Linked DNA regions of Zea mays: region 1 is linked to region 2. Evidence: chromatin contacts called from public Hi-C data. All regions are on one chromosome and are shown on one strand. The core of a region is the stretch at or near the end of the contact, and the rest is flanking DNA. Distances in the headings are between cores, read along the strand shown.

What was found. Hi-C and Micro-C count contacts between places; a contact is called where the count stands out from the background.
Region 1: a contact with region 2 is called in a Hi-C map of ear, with 5 times the contacts expected there. The contact joins the promoter of LOC100193827 here to the promoter of LOC109942996 in region 2. A contact is called at or near these places in 6 of 25 Hi-C or Micro-C datasets (bundle sheath, ear, endosperm and 2 more) and 1 of 3 datasets of contacts at active chromatin or transcription factors (leaf).

Annotation. Positions count from the first base shown.
Region 1 is chr10:151,501,547-151,505,404 of Zm-B73-REFERENCE-NAM-5.0, reverse strand. It overlaps LOC100193827, which reads right to left and starts at 1,852. Exons shown (of 2, transcript NM_001138909.1): 1 at 1,491-1,852; 2 at 343-1,422. The coding sequence starts at 1,610. The coding sequence ends at 451. LOC100502197 reads left to right here. Exons shown (of 14, transcript NM_001363231.1): 14 at 1-220.
Region 2 is chr10:151,307,946-151,311,795 of Zm-B73-REFERENCE-NAM-5.0, reverse strand. LOC109942996 reads right to left here and starts at 1,566. Exons shown (of 2, transcript XM_020545668.3): 1 at 297-1,566; 2 at 1-193. The coding sequence starts at 894.

The DNA of each region.
Region 1 (3,858 bases), core at 603-3,102, 190 kb before region 2:
GGTAGTGCAGCCCTGCCGAAGATGGAGCATGGCCCTGTACAAGTCAATATTTATACGCTCACATTATGATTGTAATTATTATTTCCTGGTTCTTTTGAGCAGCTCCTGCCCTGCTAGGGAAATGTGGAACATAATGGAAGATGGTGTAAGTAAAGGTGGGAAGAGAACAATCTAATACCAATCGATTAAAAATCTATCTATCTATTAATTAATTAATTTATTTGTGGTGTGTGATCTGACTTTGGTTGTGGTGCTCACTGTCAATGAAGGTCGATGCTAACTGCTGATACCTGCTTCCTTTTCTTGTTAAGATGTCATGAGAGAGAATCCTACCACTGAATATTTTCATCAATACCATCACCATTATGATAGTGTATAGTTTGACTGAAATTCATGTTACAGGCACGCATTACAACACAAAACTACCAATGGCAGGCAAGATACTAAGAGTCAGATTTGGAGTCTGCTCATAATCATGTCGAACTCTCCGCTGGCGTGCACCTGCCGCACCGTTCTGTCGTAGTCGTCGTCATCGTCATGGTCGTCTTCTTCTTCCTGTTGCTCTGCTTCGTCGGGCCTGGACGGTGGCTTGGGCACCGTCTGCGCCTCCTGCACGATCCTCAAGATCTCCTCCACGCTCTGCGACGAGTAGGCGGGTGCTGCTGTCGCATTATTGCTGCTGCTGCTGCTGCTGTCTCCCTGGCGGCTGTAGTAGTAGGCTGCCTGCGCCTCCTCCTTGAGCTCCCTCGGCAGGTTCTTGAGGTACCAGGGGTGGGTCTTGATCTCGCTCATGGTGATCCTCTTGTACGGGTTCTGGACGAAGATGCGGGAGAGGAGGTGGCGGCAGTTGTGGGAGACGTGCACGTACTCGGGGATCTTGTACTGAACCGACATGATGCGCTGTATTGTCTTCCTGAAGTTCTTTGGGTCCTTTGGATCCTCGAACGGGTACGCCCCCACCAGCATGACGTAGAGCGTGACTCCGCACGACCAGACGTCGGCGTGCTTCCCGTCGTACTCTCGCCGCGACAGCACCTCGGGCGCGATGTACGCCGGCGTGCCCACCGTTGACTTCGGTCGCGAGTGCAGCACCGAGGACTTGGAGTAGCCGAAGTCGCAGATCTTGAGGCGCGGCGCCGGGCTGCCGTCCAGCAGCGTGTTCTCCAGCTTGAGGTCCCGGTGGCAGATGTTCATGGCGTGGCAGAAGCTGACGCCGCAAACCAGCTGCTGGAAGAAGTAGCGCGCCTCGTCCTCGTGGAACCGCCCGGCGTCGCAGATGCGCTCGAACAGCTCCCCGCCCGCAGCGTACTCCATCACGATCGCAAGGTGCGTGGGAGTCAGCACCACCTCCTTGAACCGGATGATGTTGGGGTGGCGGAGGGAGCGGTGGTTCACGATCTCGCGGAACACGTTCTCGTCGATCTATCAATTAATCCATCAATTAGATACTAGCTAGCAAAGAAGACGCGACGGCTAGACTGACTACTCACCCTGTTTCCTCGCTCTATGAACTTCATGGCCACCAGCTCCCTCGTGTCCTTGTTCCTCATCAGCTTGGCCACCCCGAAGTTGCCCGCCCCGATCTCGCGAACGGGCTCGTACTTGTCCATCGGATCCCTTGCCTTCCTAGCTAGCTTATCTTGCCTTATCGTGGATTGGAGGTCAGCTAGCAGGGAGGGAGAAGACGACGAAGGGGGATGTGGGTGGAGCTGAGTCACTAGTCAGTCAGTCCAGACGGAGGAGCAGGTGCTGCTGTCTGTCTGTAAAACTAGCCACCCATCGCTTTCAACGACAGCGACACCCAAATTTAAAAGCACTCCACTCCATGCTTGCCTGCTCACCATTTCTTATCTCCTTTTTTTTTTCTTTTCTTTTTGAAATTTCTTTTAAAATGTCTGGTTTGGCTGCGCTCCGATCCACCACCGCGATACATCACCTATTGATACCCAACGATGAAATGCATAGTGTAGTGTTGATCGTAGTATAGCAGTAGAGCGTGTTATAACTGGTGTGCTTGTGTCAGAAGAAAGTGATCGTCTTACCCTTTTATATCTCAAAGGGTTGAAACTTACAGAGGGGATCTATTTTCTACTAGAGAGAGACAGTGACAGAGAGAGAGATTGACTCCCTCGGGTTATCGCGGTAGGTCTTCCGTAGGGTCATGTGTAGGCATACTCTCGGTATTGTCACACCCGGGTTTTAGGGGCACCAAAACCCGGACGCCGTCACCAAGTGTGCTGAGACCAAGTCTCACACATATGATGACTCATGGTACAGAAACGAATGCCACATCTTTACTATATAATAGTCCATGCTAAATAATTACATCATATGCACACAACGATCCAGCAACCCTAGTTGACTGGGAGACGACAGTCTAGACCACTCACGAACTCATCACGACATCCTCCACGCGCCTCATCCTGTGGTACCTATTCTTGGCCGGAGGGGATGTGAGTACAACAAGAGTGAGCTCACATACGTTCATCACTCAACAAGTTGTGAGGAATAATGTGCATGAAATCACCAAAGGTGGGAGCTCATGTGAAGTGTAAGGCTTACCAAATGAGATGGTTAAAGCTGAGTATTGCTTTTAAAGTTGGTCAAAATTTTATTAGCAGTTACTAAGTATAAGTAGATACCAACCCAATTAAGTAAGATATCAAATTAATAACAACACCCACAATGCAATGTGTCGGTACCCTGAAACAGGGGTACCCCTTACTACAGTGTGAAGGCACGGTGCCCATGCGGCTATCTCTAGTCGCGTGGTAAACAGCACCCGACCCTACCACGTGGACGACTCCCGGGTCGCCACGTGGCCAGAGAAGACGATATACTCCAGGATATCAACAGTGGGTCCGGACCCCCATGGGAAAATGTTGGACCCCTGTACGTACGGACCAGACCTCCGGGTAAGGTCCAGAACCTCCACGGGCACGAACCGGACCCCTAGGATGGGTCTCGAACCCCTCTGTGTGGGGTCCGGGCCACTAACAACAGGGTCCCGGGATTCTGGGACAAAGAGTACCCAGACCTTAATCAAGACCAGGCGGGGGTCCGGAGCTGACACGTGTCCAGACCATACCACACACGCTTCTGCTCCCCGCTTAGGCGGAGACCCGATACTGCCATGTGGCCCACTGTCCGTGACGTAAGCCAGCGGGCGGAGCCTGACGTAAGGCCTCTGGGCCGCGCGTCCTCTGCATTTATTGCGGATAAGGTGCGCCGCTTGTCAAACTGGCAGGTGATGTGCCGCCTCAGCTTTTAATGAGCCCTGTCACTCCACTGGCAAGCGATAAGCCGCCTCAGCATTAAATGAGCCCTGTCCACTCCGCTGACGGAGGACGACCAGACCACCTTATAGGCGGCGTGCATGTCCATTCCGTTGGCAGGCAATACGCCCGTGCTGCAGCATACACTGTGCTCATCATGACCCGCGCGTTACCGAGGAGGCAGCCACGAGATATTAATACTATATGGACTACAGACATTATGGCGCTTGGAGATCTTCTGGGCGACACTGGCATTGGATACTTCTATATGTATTCCCTCTGTTTTGCCCCTGGGCCCACATGTCGTGGCTCAGCGCCCTTGTACGTGCCCCCCTTGAGCTATAAAAGGGAGGGCACACGACGTTACATGGCAGGCTCACTCGGACCCAACTTAGGCTCAAGCTCACTTAGACTCTCGGGCTCACAAGTTCATACAAGCTCTCAAGCTCAATACATTACACAATGGAGTAGGGTATTACGCTCCGGCGGCCCGAACCACTCTAAACCCTTGTGTGTTCTTCCCGATTCCATCTAGCAGGCAAAACACTTAGGCCCCTCCTCATCTTAGGATTTAGGGCGAGTG
Region 2 (3,850 bases), core at 317-2,816:
GCCAGCTGCTCGGCGCCCGCCCTGGCCTTGACAGCGTCACGGTACTCCTCGAAGCGGGCCAGCGTTCTGGGCGTGTTGTTCACCTTGAGGATGCGGTCGACCTTGCACACGGGGCTCTGCTTCTTGAGCCAGCTGGACTGGAAGATGATCTCGATGATGTTGCGGCTCGTGTCATCAGTGCCAAGCTCGGACACTGCATGCCATGGGCGTGTTTGTTGGTCAAAAGTGTCCCAACTGTCGACATGAAAAGCATCAAAGATGGATGGAATAAAGTGCAGATGAGGCATGCGACCGACCTGCGTGCCTGATGGACTGGTGGAGCTGGAGGCTCTCCTGCCTGACGAACACCTCGCCGCAGTCCGGGCAGGGGCAGATGGTGGTGGCCCTCATGGAGGCGCTGCCCGCCACCACCATGTGGCACTCGTAGCACCCCGAAAGCCGCCTCAGCTGCATGCCGGCCCTGAACGACGACCCGCCCGACGACGACGACGACCCGCCACGCTGCAGCTGCTTGTTGCTGCCAGCGCCACATTGGGGCTTCTTCACGCACCGATCGCTGCTCCCGCTCACGGACGCGCGGCGCTTGCAGGGCTCGCCTGCCGACGCCGTGCCCGTGGTTTCCTTGGGCGGCACGGGCACGCTGTCGTCCTTGAGCTTGCAGATGGACGGCGCGGAGCAGCCCAGCCTCTTGCTCCTGCTGCCGGTGCCGGTGTCCGGCGCCCGCGGCCGCGCGTGGCTGTTCCTGCACGAGAAGAGGCTCTTGAACGCTGCTAACCTGTAGGACGGGCTCTCCAGCTCCTCCTTATTGGTCGTCGTCGTCGTCTTCACCATGGCGGCAGCGGAAGTCTTATTGGCCTCCCTGACGCCTGCCGATCTGCCCGGCCGTTCCACCATTGCGATCCTATTCCTCTCGCTAGCTAGCTTTCTTCCAAGCTCTAGATGTTCGTTCGTGTTGGATGGGAGTACTTGAGAAGTGGTGGTGGAGGAGGAAAAGAGCTAGGATGCTTTATTTCTAGGCTAGTTGTTGCTGCAGCTTTATGTTTTTGGGGATGATGCTATCTGCACCTGCACCTGCTCATCATGGGATTAAGGCCATGTTTGCTAGCTAACACTAACAACAATGGATGGCACAAAACTAGGTCGATGCCCAATACCGAGGTGGAACTCAAGTTCAAAGCATGCATGTCTAGACTAAAAGATCCAAATGCATGTACCCTGGCAATTCTTGGTCTTGGTAAAAGCAGACAAGTTGATGGGCTTTTGGGCTGGTCCAGGGTCCGGTGGTGGCTGCACAGCATTTTCAGAGTGGTGATCCACTAGTCAGTCAGTCAGTCAGTCACCTCTGCTCTGATGAATGAGGAGATATCATATGCCATCCCATCCCATCCCATCAGCAACCAACGGAATAAAGATCACTCACTCAGATGCTGTGCTTGTGCTTTGTGCTTTGCTGTTGTGTACTACATGTCCCGGTCCAAATTGTAGAATCCCGAAACTGTTCATGGGCATGGGCTCTTCTTTTGCCTGCGAAGTTTCCTGCAAAGGCTGCATCTATGTAGTACTCGTATACCCTAGTGATATGAGCAGCAGGGAGCCACAAAACAACAAGAGGGAGGATTTGGAGGGAACAAAGCACATCGATGCCACTGTCGCTCTCAAAAGGAACAAAGCATAACTCGATTACACAATAAGCTACACTACTCTACTCACTGTTATTAATGCTAATCTCGAGACAAGGCTCTGGTTTCGACATGGGGCAGAAGGAAAACAAACAGAGGAGCAAATAAACCTAGCTAGCTAGCTAGCTTGCTTCACCACATCCGGGCCATACTAATTGTTTTTGATGATCCTGAAATCAAATCCATTGTACCACAAAGCTTCTTTGTCTGACACAAATTAATATGGACCTGGCTAGCACGGCCCGAAGAGCCTGGCTAGGAAAGAAGAATGTACAGTAGCTAGCTAGCTAGCTAGCTAGCTAGGAGTACCTGACTGACTTACAGTAGGATGTTTAACATGGATGGCAGTGGCAGAGCCATCTTCATTATTCCACAGCAACAGTCATCAGTTGCTTGCTCCACGTCACATGCGAGGCTGAATTAGAAAATTTAGATGCAGCTGTCCCTCTGTTGTTCTTGGACCATATTGAGGGTGTATGATAGGTGATCTTGTTTGTGTCCTGGTTCCTTTTGTTTGGTGTTTGGGCCTCGCGAACTCGCAGCGTACGCTCGTCATGAGCATATAGTTTAGCGTGAGTCACTATGGCAGTGTTAGGTATATTCACCATACTATCTATAACGGTTGCCTTTTTAGAGTTTGTTTTTGGTTTAAGATGTATATATGCTTGACCTAAGAAAAGATGGAAAAGCAAACTAAGCTAATACTGAGAACTGAAACATTTAAAACTACCCCAGCTTATACTAATTATTAGTATGTACTAACAAGAAAAATAAATACTCCAGTACTCCTTGAAGCTTCTTCAGCTGTGAGGAATTTCAGTTTGAGAAAGATTTTTTTAGCCCTGAATCCAAACCAACAGGCAACAGCTGCAAAAGAGAACTACCTTGCATTCCGTGTAATTGAAGTGTGAATATCCAATCAGTTTAAATTATGACCCATTTGGATACCAAAGTCCAATTTTTGTTGTATGCTTAAAGTACATCAATATTCTTTTTGTTGCTTTAAAGTGACTTTCTCTTAGTGAGTCTCGAAATCTTGTACACAAGCATATACTAAATATTACATCTAATCTTGATGCGGTCACATAGAGCAAGCTTCCAATCATTGATTAATATAATTTTTGATTTACCATACCACCACCTGTATCTAAGTTAATGAGGACATCACTTCTTTAGATGCATTGCAAGGTGTTAGTCATTTTTAACCTTACTATTGGTGAAGTACATGTTTTGTTGATTAGGAACCTAGGAGCTAACTAAAATAGACTTAGAAAAGACTAAAGAGTCAAGGAGAATTAGATAGGGCATGGACATTGAAAAGAACATGGACGCATAAGAGGGAGAGTGAATTAAGAGAACTATTTTTCTTTTAAACAAAACCGTATACGAATAACCAAGCATTGATTTGTGCGACTAAAGTTGTCTTGGGGGAGTGGATTAGGAGAACTATTTTCACTCTATTTTAGGCCTCTATTTTATCTCTTAAACAAAATGTATACGGATAACCAAGCGTTGATTTGTGCAACTAAAGTTTTATCTAAGTGTTACTATCTCTACCATAAAAGGAATTTTGCAGCCTAAGTTTCGGACATATCCGTAGCTTATAACTAAGCTGATAAGGTAAAGTATACAACCAAAGATAACAATATAAATACGAGACTTTAATGAGATAGAAAAGCGAACTCTTGTTAATGCGCCGATACTTTTACTGTGGTATCAGTGTAGCTTCTTAGGCCATTCTAAGTGGAAGTTTCATTATAGTTTCGTTCTCATTAAATGAGATGACACATTACTATATTTGATGACATGATACAATATTTATGATGAAAGAGATTGAGAGAGTTTCATGAGAGGAGAGATGATTTCAACCAGATAAAACTCGAATATTATACAGTTTCATAGACAAAAGCTGATGTGTCACTTTTGAAAACCGTGCAATAAAACTTTCACTGAAAATGACCTTACTAATCCTTGTTATAAGCTCCACACAAGTGTGCGTAGCCTACTAGAGGAGACCGTAGTTTGATACTAAGTTAGAACCATATGAATAGTAGATCATTAGAAAACTTGGGCTCATACTTTGTCTTTCCCGCTAGTTAGACTATTTTAACCATCAGAATATTGAGATCTATGCATTGACCGCATGCATGCACGTGGAGGAAATATGTGGT